Linked DNA regions of Mus musculus: regions 2 and 3 are each linked to region 1. Evidence: chromatin contacts called from public Hi-C and HiChIP or PLAC-seq data. All regions are on one chromosome and are shown on one strand. Each heading gives the region's core, a stretch centred on a gene start, on an enhancer-like site or on the middle of the called end of the contact. The rest is flanking DNA. Distances are from core to core; before and after follow the strand shown.

Region 1 (4,261 bases), core at 1,693-4,192:
TGATCCGAGGGGAAAGAGGGAGCGTTGTCGTTGATGTCCTGGATCTCTACCTTGATCATGCAAATCTCCTTGTCGTTAGCGAAAACCTCTAGGGAGAGCTGGCACTTGGCATTGTGGCGGCATAAGGACTCACGGTCGATGCGCTGTTTGGTGTAGAGGAGCCCGCTGTCGGCGTCCACGTCCAGCAGATGCGGTGCGGAGTTCTCCAGCACCCGGTAACTGCCAGACTTGCTCCTCCCGCTGCCGCTGCCGCGCTCAGCCGGCGGAAGCCCGGGCTGCAGTCGGGCATCCTTGCCGATGTTGCCAATCACCGTGCCGGCCCCTTGCTCCTCTGGCACTGAGTAATTGAGGTTTTTGAGTGTCAGGGCAGGGGCCCACAAAAGGAAGCAGCAACAGATGGAAAGGTACATCCCAGACCGGTGGGGTGGGAACAGGAGCAGCCGGACTGGAGGTGCTAGCTGGTGGGTGCGCGCCAGTCTGGAACCGGGGCGGAGCGTACGAGCTCGGAGCGAGCCACAAGTCTGCGAGTCTTTCCTTCCCTCCGCACCCGGGCTGCGGCACCAGGCAGTCTCTCCTTATTCCGCTCAAGTTGCCCGAACCTGTTGATCTACAGCATTCGCACTGGGAGAGATGCAGCCGCGCAGCGAAGCTGCAGCAGCTCGGAGCCAGGCGGCGACTCCCTGCGGCTGAAGGCAAGCTAAAGGCTTTGTCTCTCCCGCCTGGACTTCGGGAGGTTCAAACTTGCGTGATGAGGCTGGCGATAAAAAGGAAATCGGAGTCTGGAAGAGATGATAATGAGCTGAAGAATTGCTTGGTTTTCCTCACTCCCGCTAGGCGCTGCAAAATCCACTCCCTCCGGCAGCCTACAGAATACTCTTCAAATCCGGTGGGGGAGGGCTTCGGGAGGTGTGTCTCCAGGCAGATCAGAAAGTGGAATCCTTTAGTTACTCTTATTCGGTGATGCGATTGATGGGAATGAATAGGGACGAAGAAAGAGTCACAGATACATATGTATATTTGAGGCTGCCCTGGCACACGGAGAAATGTCTGCTCGCTATGCAGGATGCTCGGCTTTCAGGCAGTGTATTGCTGCATTTAAAGATCTAATCTTGCCTTGCTGGTTTAGGCGGCGGCGGCAGCGGACTGCATCTCCGAGCCAAGTCTTTTTTTCTCTCTCCCTCTTCTTTTTCTCTCTTCTTTCCGAGCAGCCAGAGGGAGGGGAGGAAATGCAGAGGAAAAAAAAGTGTCCCGATTTGTAGTTTCCTCCCCCTACCAAGCTCCTCCCTCTCTTCCTCGGAGAGGGTTCTCCCCCAAAATCAAGAAAGCCACAGCCTGATCAGCATTTGCGCCGAGAGCCTATTGGGAGGAGAAAAATATAGAGATATATCTCCGCCTCTGTTCGTAGAACACTCTGGTGTGTCTCTATGCCAATCCGGGAGCCGCCACTACCATCCCATCCTCTTCCAGCAAGCAAAGACTTCTCTCCCTGCAGTTTAATTCCAGTTTGCTTTTCTTGCCAGGCGAAAGGAAATCAACAGGCAACTCATGGTTAGACGTGCAGATTTGAGGGGGGGGGGGAGGGGGGAGGGCAGACTAGAAAGGAGGAGGGAGCTACCCTCCCAGTCCTAGCACACACACACACACACACACACACACACACACACACACACTGCCCTGTCTCTCGCTAGAAGGGAAACAGTCTCTGCATTCACAGGGCTGGGCTGTCAAGTGGCTCTCTTTTCTTTCTATTCAGCACCTCCTTCCAGTGGCCCAGCCTCCTTTTCATCTAGAAAGGAAAACCTTGGCGAGGAACAAGAGTGGTGAATATTTGAAGAGAATAACAGTGTAGGCTTTTTCCCCCCTTATTATTATTATTATTTTAAATTGGAGGAGTAGAGTCGACGGAATACATCAAGGCTTGGCGTGATGCATTCTGCAGTCTGGCTCACACACGGTCTCTGGTCGACTTGGGAAAGGCAGAGAGGGTGAGGAGCTGCAGCCACCGCGGTTCTGCCAGGGCGCCCACCCGGGGAAACTACCTCCTCCACCTCCGAGGGGAGGTTAGGCACGGGTTGATCTACACATTATTTCCGCTTCTCCCAGCGCCTCGGTATACGGGAATGACACATCCAGAAATGCAGGTGTTCTCATCTGCGGGATGAGTCAGAAGCAGCGGAACGAATCGTATTCACTCTCCCCTCACGGTCCTCCCTTCGCAGTCCTTAGTTGAGGCTTCTTCTTAAGGCTTTCTCTGACCACTCAATAGGAAAAACAAAAACAAAAACAAAAAAAAAACAAACAACAACAACAAAAAAGCCGGAATCACGTCGGGGGTGGGGGAAGAAAAACGAGAAAAAGCGTGGGGGGAGGAAGGCAAAGCTGAATCCAGGAACACTTTTACTCTACCTCTTTCGGCCGGAGTCCGAGGCTCTGCAAAACAAGGCGTCTGCTTTGCTTACGAATATTTATTTGTTTTTTAAAAAAAACCTTTCCACTTGGTTAGGCGTGAGATGCCCCCAAATCTCTCAGTCTTAGGGGTGGGGGCACGTTTCCAGTAATGATTCACAGCTTAGCCCAGGATCATAGTTCAAGATTTTCCTCCCAACGGTCTCTGTTCACAAAGTCCAGCATCGGTGTGCATAGCTAATTGTGCAGTCTGTTGTGGAGGTTTTTTTTAAATTTTAATTCCTCCTTTTTTTTTTTTCTGTCACGAGTGGTCTCTTTCAGTCTAGTGCGGTGCCTGTCAGGATCACCCCAAAGCCTGAGAAAGACGTGCAGGTTTCAAACCGAATAAATCCATCTCCGCCAGCCAAGACGCGGAGGAAATGGAAGGTGAAAAATTCAATTCAACAGTTGGAGTACCGTCTCCGAGCCGCCCTCCTCCGCTGCGGCAGCCGCCGGGCTCGCAGTCCGGATTCTCTCCCCAGCGTCTCTTGCTGACTGACTCTATTCACCTCACGCCGCCGCTTAAACATTGATACTGATTCTCTGCCAGCCAATCGGCGTGGGGAGCCAGACCCTGCCTTCTCGGCCCACGCCCAATGGGAGGCGGAGAAACGGCAGGCGGGGGCGGGGCCAGCAGCCCCAGCTCTTTAGAGTCATTGACTAGCTTGAGTCCGACCGGAGAGCATCAAGGCCCGCAGAGCCCGCGCTAAGTCTCGGCGGCGGCGCCCAGGGCTGAGCCGTGGTAGCCCTGGTGTTTAGAGGGTGTCTTCCTCTAGAAAGAGAAAAGTTTGGCAGTGATTTGATTTCAACTGGGGATAGGATGTAAAGCCAGGCGTGGGGAATCACCGTATACTTTGCAGAGAGAGGCAGCTGCGGTCTTCCTGGTGCCTTCTAGTCCACACACCAACCCACGTCGTCAGCTTACACACAGACACACACAGACACACACACACACACACACACACACACAAACACTGGGCCAAGGGAGTTGCGGATTTTCTGACTCCTTGTGCACTCATCTGGAGGTGCGGAGTGGGTGCGTGCGCGCGCATGCGTGCGCGCGCCCGAGAGAGAGCGAGAGAGAGAGAGAGAGAGAGAGAGAGAGAGAGAGAGAGAGAGAGAGAGAGAGAGAGCGTGTGTGTGTGTGTGTGTGTGTGTGTGTGTGTGGTGTATGTACGCGTTTTCTCACGGTGGGATGTTTATTTCGGTGAACGCCAGGAAAGTGCAGTGTTAGAGATCTGTCTGTGCTAGCTAGCTCGGGAGCAAACACGCCGCAAGCAACTGTAATCAATATGTAACTTTCTTCATCCTCAGAGAAATCCCCGCTGTCCCCAGGCACCCATGCAAGGAAAGTCACTTGATTATGAAAGTGTTTCAGAAGAAAAGCAGACGCCGGTGGAGAGAGAGGCAGTGTCTCGAAGGAGGGAACAAGCCTCTCTTAAGACATGTTTTGCAGCTCCATGAAACTGAAATCTGGTTGAACAGTGTTTAGACTTCTACCTTTTAACCATCTCCTATCACAGCCCACATTCAAGGTAATCCAATGTCCCTTAATGTCCCTAGCTTTGGTGTCTAATTCACTTCTGTTCATCTTACTAAAATTCCAAATAGCAATTTGATATTTTTTTCAAATCAAATAGCATTGCTAATATGTATAAAGTCTCCTATTCATAGAAGCTGAACTTAGGCAAGAACTTATACCAGATTGAATGATGTTTGTTTAAATATTCTCTCTCTGTCTCTTTGTCTCTCTCTCTTCTTCCTCCTCTTCCTCTCCCTCCTCTTCCTCCTCCCCCCCCCCATTCTAAATTTCTCA
Region 2 (4,110 bases), core at 1,062-3,561, 3.6 Mb after region 1:
AGGAAAGAACAGAACAGACTCTCTTTTAATTTGAGACTAGATCCAATTTTATATGCCATGGAAGCAGTGGCAGAATAAACCTATTTCACTACTTCTCAGTGACACATCCTCCTCCACCACCACCATCATCATCATCACCACCACCACCACCATTATCATCACCACCACCATCACCATCATCGCCACCACCACCACCAGCAGCACCACCACCACCAGCAGCAGCATCACCACCACCATTATCATCATCATGATGCTGGCTTTCTCAGTTCTATGTCAAGCCATCATGGCAACCAATGCTTTGTATTTTGTTCTTCTTGGTAGTGCTTGCTTGTTTCATTGGTTGGATTTTTTATCTGTTTGTTTGTTCATTTTAATTCAAAAGAACTCCAACTCTGTGTATGTGCATACCCCTGTAAGAAATCTTGGCCATCTGAACTCACAATGCAGTGCAACCCATGTCCAGGACAAGAATCACCACTTAACAATACCCCAGATTATGGGTCAGACAGCTGGGACAGGGAGATGACAGCAGTGTTAACAGCTCCTCATCATTTTGAGCGTTCAGGATTAGACACAAATATAATTAAGGGGCCGTGCTGGTGTGCTCCTGGCCTCAAGGTTAATTAACCATAGGAAAATGACACCTTCAGGTGTCCTAAATCGTAACAGCACTTACAAGGAGAAGCATGATTTTTAAGTTGACAGCAATGGCACAGCCAGACAGTACAGTTGCCATGAGCGGAGGTGAAAACAAGGACTGACATAGGTTGCTGCACTGCCAGCATGACGACCGACAAAGGCCACATCCATCCGGCCTCTGCTGGATAGAGCATAGCAGAAAAACTCAGACGTCTGAGGTCCTCTGGTGACCAGGCTCTCTGCCTTGCTCCTTCCGTTTGAGACCACTCATTTCCTTCCCAGAATGCCCCAGCCAGGCTCGGAGACAATAAAGCCCTAAGCACTCATTGCTAGTGCATTTCAGGTATCTTTTTCCTCTTGGAGGTTCAATTTCGCTCTGTTGAGGTCTCCTACCTGCCCCCCTCTCCCTGCCCACCTAGTTCTGCATTATTTCTTTATTCCTGTTCCCAAGCTACATCCCCAGTGAGCTTCTCTGGGTCTTGAAAACCTGAAAGATCTAAAAAAGATTGATTCAGACAGAGTCTTGTGCCCTCCACATCAAAGCTTGGTGTTCTCAGTGGGGATATGTATGTACCTTATCAACTTGGGCCTGTGCAAACTACTAAGGTACACTAAGGCAAGAATACAAGAAACTCCTTTTCTATGGTGACAGGAACATCACAAAACCCCGCCCCACCCCAGACAGCGTAGACTTCACTTGGGTTTCTCCGAACATTGGATGCAGCGTGCAAAACTCTCCCCTACCAAATCCACTCTGCTATCAATTTGTAAACATCTCAGCTCTGCCTGCATATATGAGCAAGCAATGCCAGCGCCACACTGTGCCCTTCTTTGTCCCTAGCCAAGTGCACCTGCTGCCCAGGGCTCGGCTGCTCCGGCATGGCTGCTGTTACTATGCCCTGCCACAGCCTGCCCTGCTGCTTGCAGTACTGGGGATACATCCTTACTAGTAGTGGTGGTGGTGGTGTGTGTGTGTGGGGGGGGGCATGTTTATTAGTTTTAATTTGTGAGCTTGGCTGGACAATGACATTTGGGGGGGTGGGGTGCTGTGTGTCATTCACCCTGCATCAGGAGATGGCTGCGGCGGCAGATGTAGGTATTTCAGTAGAGAATATAACCTACTGATTATTGTCTCCTCAGAAAAGCAGTCACTGCATAGCTCCCTCACCAGGAATATGGGAGCCCTATTTCCACTCTTTTCACACTTCATAAGTCCAGTGCTTTCCTAAGTGGAGAATTATATTTATTTTGGAATACAAGAACCTCATTAACAACATATTTCTACACTTCCTCCACAACCCATTAACACATAGTCTACAAAACTGAGTGCCTGATGATACAAGCATTTGCTTAACTTTACTGTTACAGCTCCCTAAGTTGCAGTGGGGTCATATTGTCCAAATAATGTCGTGGATATGTTAGCAAATCCCTCGAACAAATGTATTTTTCCAGTCAGATTCTTCTTCGCGTTAACTCAATATAACTATCCTCTCACGGTTGAGAATCCTCAAAGCTGCATAAATTTTCAATCTAGCTTATAGAGTTTTTCATGTTGATTCCCCCCCGCCCCTTTGCTTTTGTTGTCACATTACCCCCTTCTGCAGCAGGCAGGGGGTCATCCCGGAGGAGAGACAGGGAGCGCCCATACTCTTTCCAAGCAGCAGTGAATGCGTGGTTTGCAATTGTCTCTCTTTTATTCACCAGTCCAGCGCCCCGGTTCAAAATCACACACAAATGTAACCTCAAGGAACCACTGTTCATTTCAAGATTTTTTTACTCTCAATCCATTATCAAAGCACTGGCTTCACCAGACCATTTGAAACAAAAACTTGGCTCAAAGTTGTTGCTTTGTGCTTTAGTAACGGCGGTGTATGTCCCATATAGCTTCTGCTCTCTTACACATTTGTATCACGATCAGCTGCTGTGGGAATGAGCTGCGAAGACAGTACTAAGGCTGCCTTTGTGCAGAACCAGGAACTGTAAAACTCTTCTGCCACCTAGCGGAGCAACAAGAGTTGCAATCACCGGGGAATGCAACTATGTCTACAGGGCCTGGAATAAGCAACTTGTTAAACTTTGGCTACTGTCTAAAAGCAGACAATTAAAACATATACCCAATGTCCCCGAGTGTAGTAATTAAAAGAGACCTAAAAGTGATGATTTAATGATTCTAGATCTTTAAACAGTAAACGCCTGAGCACAAAGCCCTGTACTGATAACTAATTACAGTACTCCCAAATGTTGATTTCTCAGTGACCCAAGCAAATAAAACCATTGTTTGGAATTTCTTCCCAAGATTCTCAGGGCTTCTGTGTCTCACAGAACCACCATTCCAAAGCTGAATAAAGCCCCACAGTACGCTTATGGGATGGAAATTATCCTTCAAACAAATACAAGTCATGTGATAGCAAATATTCACAGCCACAAATGGCTGAATTCTCCTAGACCACATTCAAAGACAAACAACAAAAAATCCAAGGGTCTCACACATCATCACAACACAATCATTGAATGCTAGCTACAGAATGTTTTAAATAATGGCATTTAAAATCCTATAAAAAATAAACTAACAAATTATCAAAAATCATCCCAAACTCTGCTCTTATTGTTTTGACACAAGGAAGTCCTGATGGAATTCCCTATTGAAAAAGGAATTCTGTTCACCTTCTACAGACAAGCAATGGGAGGAGGAAGGAGTTCCCTGAGAAGACCCTGGGACACACTCTACAGAGCAGATGGCCTGGTTCCTCATGGATGCTCAGCATTCAAAACCAAGATTTAGCTAAGGCTAAAGGTGTAGAAACTGCCAAATCAAAATTTCTCTCTTCTCTAAAAATGTACAAGAAGAAAACAAAACCTATGCATAATTTATGGGTGCCCCAGGACAGTTTTAAATTATGCAGTCCACATACCCATGAAAAGTTGCCTAATATATCCCTTAGTTACTTCATGATGCTGATTGTGATTGTCCCCCTAAACCACACACACGCACACACACACGCACACACACACGCACACCAGTGCCTATTTCTGAGACCAGTGGGTTAGAAAAGCGTGCTTACCTCCATTGTGTGAAAAACATTTGTTTCTTAAGCAAACACACCAGTGAGCTGGGAAGCTCAAAGGCATTTGCTAGCTAAATGCTTCTTTTATCAACTCAGTGGTCTTCCTTGCTCAGAAAGCTTCTTAAACATGCATAATGGAATTAAAAGCACTCTCAATAAAGTTCATTACCTTAGTGGCCCTTCCCATCTTCCTGTGAAATTAACTGTGTCTCCTCTATGTACATCTACTTAAGGTAGTAATTTAATAGCAATAACATCTATACCAAGAGAGTTATTTTCCCCTTGGATCCACTTCACACTTGGAAATCTTTTTATGCTACTTAGAATAAAACCAGAAACGTGGTTTATATCCTTCTGTTGCAGGATATAATAAGGAAAGTAACAAAGGAAGAGAAGAGATGAAGTT
Region 3 (4,267 bases), core at 1,049-3,548, 4.2 Mb after region 1:
GCTCTGTGAGGGTGAGCTGTAGAAATCTGCGATCAGCAACACAAACCCTTGATTGTTAAGAATGCAGCACACCCACACAGCAGGCCTGTCTGCTATGTTTGTGCTGCACCTTCCCACCAAGTACTTGAAATGTGTTAAATAATCATTGCCATTCCACCGCAAGTACATTTCTCTTTTATTTTAATCCTATTATAGAATTTTTTGATGGCAACCCACCGTTAGAGTACATCTAACTATGTTAAAGCTCCCCAGGCCCTGAGCATGAAAAGAGACTCTTCAGAGCACACGCTAGGACAGGTGTACCTTGTTAGCATAGAAATGAAAATAAGAGGCACAGCTCTGGGGCAAGAAGGAGGGGCGTGGGCATTCTAACGCCATTGCTTAGGAGTTGATCTCTCATTAATCTCTGGCTTCCTGCTTCAGGGACAGCAGCTTGATGGAGGGATGGGTTCTTTTTGTGCCCGGTGCTCAATGCTTAAGAACTGAAAACTAGAGCAGACCATGCAACCCTTTAGCACATAGATCAGCTCCTGACACTTCTTCAGACAAGGGCATCCATGGTCAGTGTAGCCTACTGGTCATTCTGCAACACTAGTGATATCTCAGTACAATGTGGAAATACCATTCAAGTGCATGGGGTGGGGCACTCATCTCCCCCCTGTAACCACTCAAATGGAGAGCAGTCTGGCCCGGCACACATGAAAACTTCCTTGAACATGTTGGCTTCATTTTCTTGAGACAAAGTTATGGTTATGGAATGCCACAAGATCTTGTGTTTTAGTGACTCAGTTCACTCTAAATAAGTGACAAGATGGGGTAATTGTCAAAACTGGCAGTAAATGCAGGAAATTATGCAAGGCATCTCAGCCCCGTGAACCAAGAGAATATATAGTAGATGCTGCAAACAGACCTAGTAATTGAAGTCCACTTTAATAATATATACCTGCTCTTGTTTGTGGTCGTGCCAATGGTGGTGGCAGTGACAGTAATTAGCTACCCCATGTGTCTTGCAAACTGCCATTCCTAAGAAAATTGTTAAGTAGGCTCTCCTATAAGGATTACATGTCTTTTCTTTAAAAAAAAGAAAAATCTTCCTGACCTACAGAACAAGAAGCAATATTATATATCAAGATGTAACATAAGGAGTAGATAGCAAATTAATAACACTTTCTAAATGATGCTTCTGTATTCATCTCTTAAGAAAGAATGGCAACAAGGAGACAAAAGAAGGTTATTTTAAAGATAGTTTAAACAACGAGGCATCCTTGCTGATGTGGGAGTATAAGATACAAGTCACACGACCCCCCTCGATACTGTAGAAAATTATACCGAGTAAAAATTTGAACTTGCAAGAGATATTTTAAAATTCTGTATTTAACTACTAGCCATTTAATGACCACCCGTGCCTGAAACCACCTGAGCAGACTCCTGTAGCGATGTGTTTATCATGAACTTAACATCAGGAACTTAACCTAACCAATCACAGACCTTCTTCAATCCACTTAACACCCCTCCCCCTCCCCCCCCCCCCCCCCCCGTGAAAAGGAGCGTCAGCACCGCTTCACTCAAAACCAATTTCTATTAAAAATATTCTACGGATGTCAACTATCCTAGGAATAGATGCTAGGATCTTAGAGCGAAATGACACAGCACTGTCCTCACGTAGCCTAGAGTCTAGCAAAGAATGCAAAACCAAGATAAAGCACAATACAGGATGGACACTATTGAGGGTCTTAAGAAGGGTCCGTGCAAAGAGTTGCATCTGTTGCTGTGGGACACGGGAAAACTGTCATGGAGGAAGCTGTATTTTAAATAAGACTTAAAGAGCCAATGGCATTTAGAGATGAAGAATCAGAAAAGAGGAACTCCAGGGGCGAGAACAACAGTGACAACTCAAAAGCAAGAAAGCGTGGCAAAAAGTAACGCTCCAGCCTATCTGCATCACAGAACCGAACGGTGGCTCTGTGCAAGAGAGACAGCTAGGGAAGCAGCTAGTACTCAGATCATAACAAGCCACGAATGCCAGAGGAAGGAAATTGGACTGAATCCTGTAGGCGCTGGAGCACATTCAAACATTATTTCAGCAGGAAAAGTAGCATGAATAGAGAGTCCTCATCAATTAACTTGGCAATACTTTAACCTTAGCAGGTAATGGTAGTAGCAAGCTGGCCTCTGGGTGCCAGGCTCAGCTGCAAAGGTCAGCTACTGGGTTGCGTGTGCCTCTTGCTCCTGAGCCTGGGGAAATAACTACTTATTCAGACTGTCAGTCACTGGTTTGCTGGAGGCACCCTCTGTGCAGGGACAGTAAAGAGTGCTTCCCTTACTCAGTACTTAACAGCGGGATCTTGCTCTGCCCCACAGCTGTGATCTGGGACTAAGATGACAGGGAAAAAAGCCTCGGGAGAGAGAAGAGTAGATTTTGGACACCCCCACTTTTGCTGTATGTTTCTGTGAGCATGGCTGGCATAGCTAGTGGTCAATGTTAATTTTTCTGCACGAGATTAAAAACAAAAAACAAACAAACAAACAAAAAAGGTCTGTTGATTTTATGTTTCATGGCTAATCGATGGGGTCAGAGTGAGACTTTGAGACATGCCGAATGGGAAGAACCACAATGCTTTTGATGGCTTCCTTTTGAGTCCTAGCTGAGTCTACTTCTGGGAAGAAGGAAGGTCAAGGTGATGTTCTCTTCCAGACTCCCTGGCTCAGGCAGTGTCAACAGAAGAGGCAATGCTGGGGGAGGTTCCAGCTAAGCAGGAGCAAGGAGACGTGACATTTTTTTTTTTTCATTTTAAGGGCTTTTGAAGAAACACATCTTTTGGCTAAGGGACCCCAACTGCACCTGCATTTCTGCCGGCTCTTCACTTGCTTTTTATATCCTCCCAAGCTGCATGTGGATTTGCTGAAAGGTGGAAAAATATGCATCACCCTTAGGCATTAGAGAAGCCGGCAAGGGCAGAGAGGAATCGGTTGAGAATTCAGGAGACGCAGGTGCCCTGGGACCAGGCGTGTGGACCTCTATCCCAAATGGAGATGCATTCAGTCAGGCCTCCCCCTCTTCATTACTCCAGTGCTACCACAAATAATAGTTCCCAGTCATTAAACACATTCGGCACTGGGTGCACTACTTGTATGTGTGATGCTTAACTTTTCTAAAACCGCTAAGGAAGTCACTGTTGCAGAAGACCCTGAAGTTCTCAAGGTGCAAGGAGCCAGCACAATGCTGTGTACAAATACGCAACAGAAAAGCTTTGCGCCCCAGATCTCACATACTTAACTATTTGCTGGGGTTTGGCTTCTTTGTCTTACTTCGCTCACTGTGTCGTGCCAGAACCACTGTAAGATTGAAAATCAAACAACAGGGGCTTAGGAGAGAGCTCAGTACAAATGCTGGCCTTGCAAGCCCAGGGACCTGAGTTAGATCCCCGGAATTCATTCTCTCTCTCTCTCTCTCTCTCTCTCTCTCTCTCTCTCTCTCGCTCTCGCTCTCGCTCTCTCTCGCTCTCTCTCGCTCTCTCTCGCTCTCTCTCTCTCACACACACACACACACACACACACACACTCACACACACACACACACACACACACACACACACACACATACAGGAGCTCTGGAGACAGCTCAGTATATAAAATGCTCGTGGCATTAACCATGAGGACCTGGGTGCAAATCCCCAGAACCCACCTAAAATCCAACGAATGGTACATGCCTATAACACTACGGCTCTCTTGGCAACATAGGAGCTGGAGAGCAGAGAACCTCTGCAAAGTCACGGGCCAGTTAACCTCATATACAACAGCCAAAGAGATAGCCTACCTCATACAATGTGGAAGGCAAGGACTAAAACCCTCAGGCCTCTATGGGCATACTGGGGCCATACCTACATTCACACGCAAACACATTCTCACTCTCTCGATTGCTCTTTTTTTCTCTCGCTCTCTCTTCCTCTTTATGTGTGCATGTATGTCTGTTTCTGTCTCTCTCCCTCCCTCTTTCTCTCTGTGTATGTTTCTTTCAATCTTTCTCTGTCTCTCCCTCTCTCTCTCTCTTTCTAAAAATATATACAGGTATGGTGATTCATGTACTTATAATAGTAGACAGAAGAATTCTTGGGGCTTACTAACCAGCCAGCTTAGCCTACATAGAGAGCTCTGAGCCAGTGATAGACCCTATCTCTGACTTCTACATGCACATACTCATGTATAGGCACATATGTATGCATGTACATACACACACACACACACACACACACAAGGTACACAATAT

What was found. A called contact is a pair of places that touch in the nucleus more often than the background predicts. HiChIP or PLAC-seq counts read pairs in DNA pulled down with a chosen protein or histone mark.
Region 2: a Hi-C map of cerebellar granule neurons shows a contact between it and region 1, with 2.7 times the contacts expected there. The contact joins the enhancer-like site here to the promoter of Pcdh17 in region 1. A contact is called at or near these places in 1 of 39 promoter capture datasets (cranial neural crest), 8 of 484 Hi-C or Micro-C datasets (cerebellar granule neurons, cerebral cortex, cortical neurons and 2 more) and 1 of 115 datasets of contacts at active chromatin or transcription factors (astrocytes).
Region 3: a contact with region 1 is called in an H3K4me3 HiChIP or PLAC-seq map of forebrain, with 8 times the contacts expected there. The contact joins the enhancer-like site here to the promoter of Pcdh17 in region 1. A contact is called at or near these places in 4 of 39 promoter capture datasets (cranial neural crest, frontonasal cranial neural crest, hippocampal neurons and 1 more), 13 of 484 Hi-C or Micro-C datasets (cerebellar granule neurons, cerebellum, cerebral cortex and 5 more) and 5 of 115 datasets of contacts at active chromatin or transcription factors (PVALB interneurons, astrocytes, embryonic forebrain and 2 more).

The regions. Positions count from the first base shown.
Region 1 is chr14:84,442,244-84,446,504 of GRCm38.p6, reverse strand. It overlaps Pcdh17 (protocadherin 17), which reads right to left and starts at 2,942. Exons shown (of 4, transcript NM_001013753.2): 1 at 1-2,942. The coding sequence starts at 410. Gm32498 (predicted gene, 32498) reads left to right here and starts at 3,101. Exons shown (of 4, transcript NR_168882.1): 1 at 3,101-3,980.
Region 2 is chr14:80,844,277-80,848,386 of GRCm38.p6, reverse strand. No RefSeq gene overlaps it. Among named protein-coding and RNA genes, the nearest start is that of Gm31980, 470 kb to the right of the region's middle. Within about 2 kb of position 2,311, at least 26 of the 459 cell types and tissues checked have an H3K27ac peak or open chromatin away from gene starts, as enhancers often do. A contact at or near this core is called in cerebellar granule neurons, where this site is marked.
Region 3 is chr14:80,261,077-80,265,343 of GRCm38.p6, reverse strand. No RefSeq gene overlaps it. Among named protein-coding and RNA genes, the nearest start is that of Gm31776, 18 kb to the right of the region's middle. Within about 2 kb of position 2,298, at least 15 of the 459 cell types and tissues checked have an H3K27ac peak or open chromatin away from gene starts, as enhancers often do. A contact at or near this core is called in PVALB interneurons, cerebellum, cerebral cortex and 3 more, where this site is marked.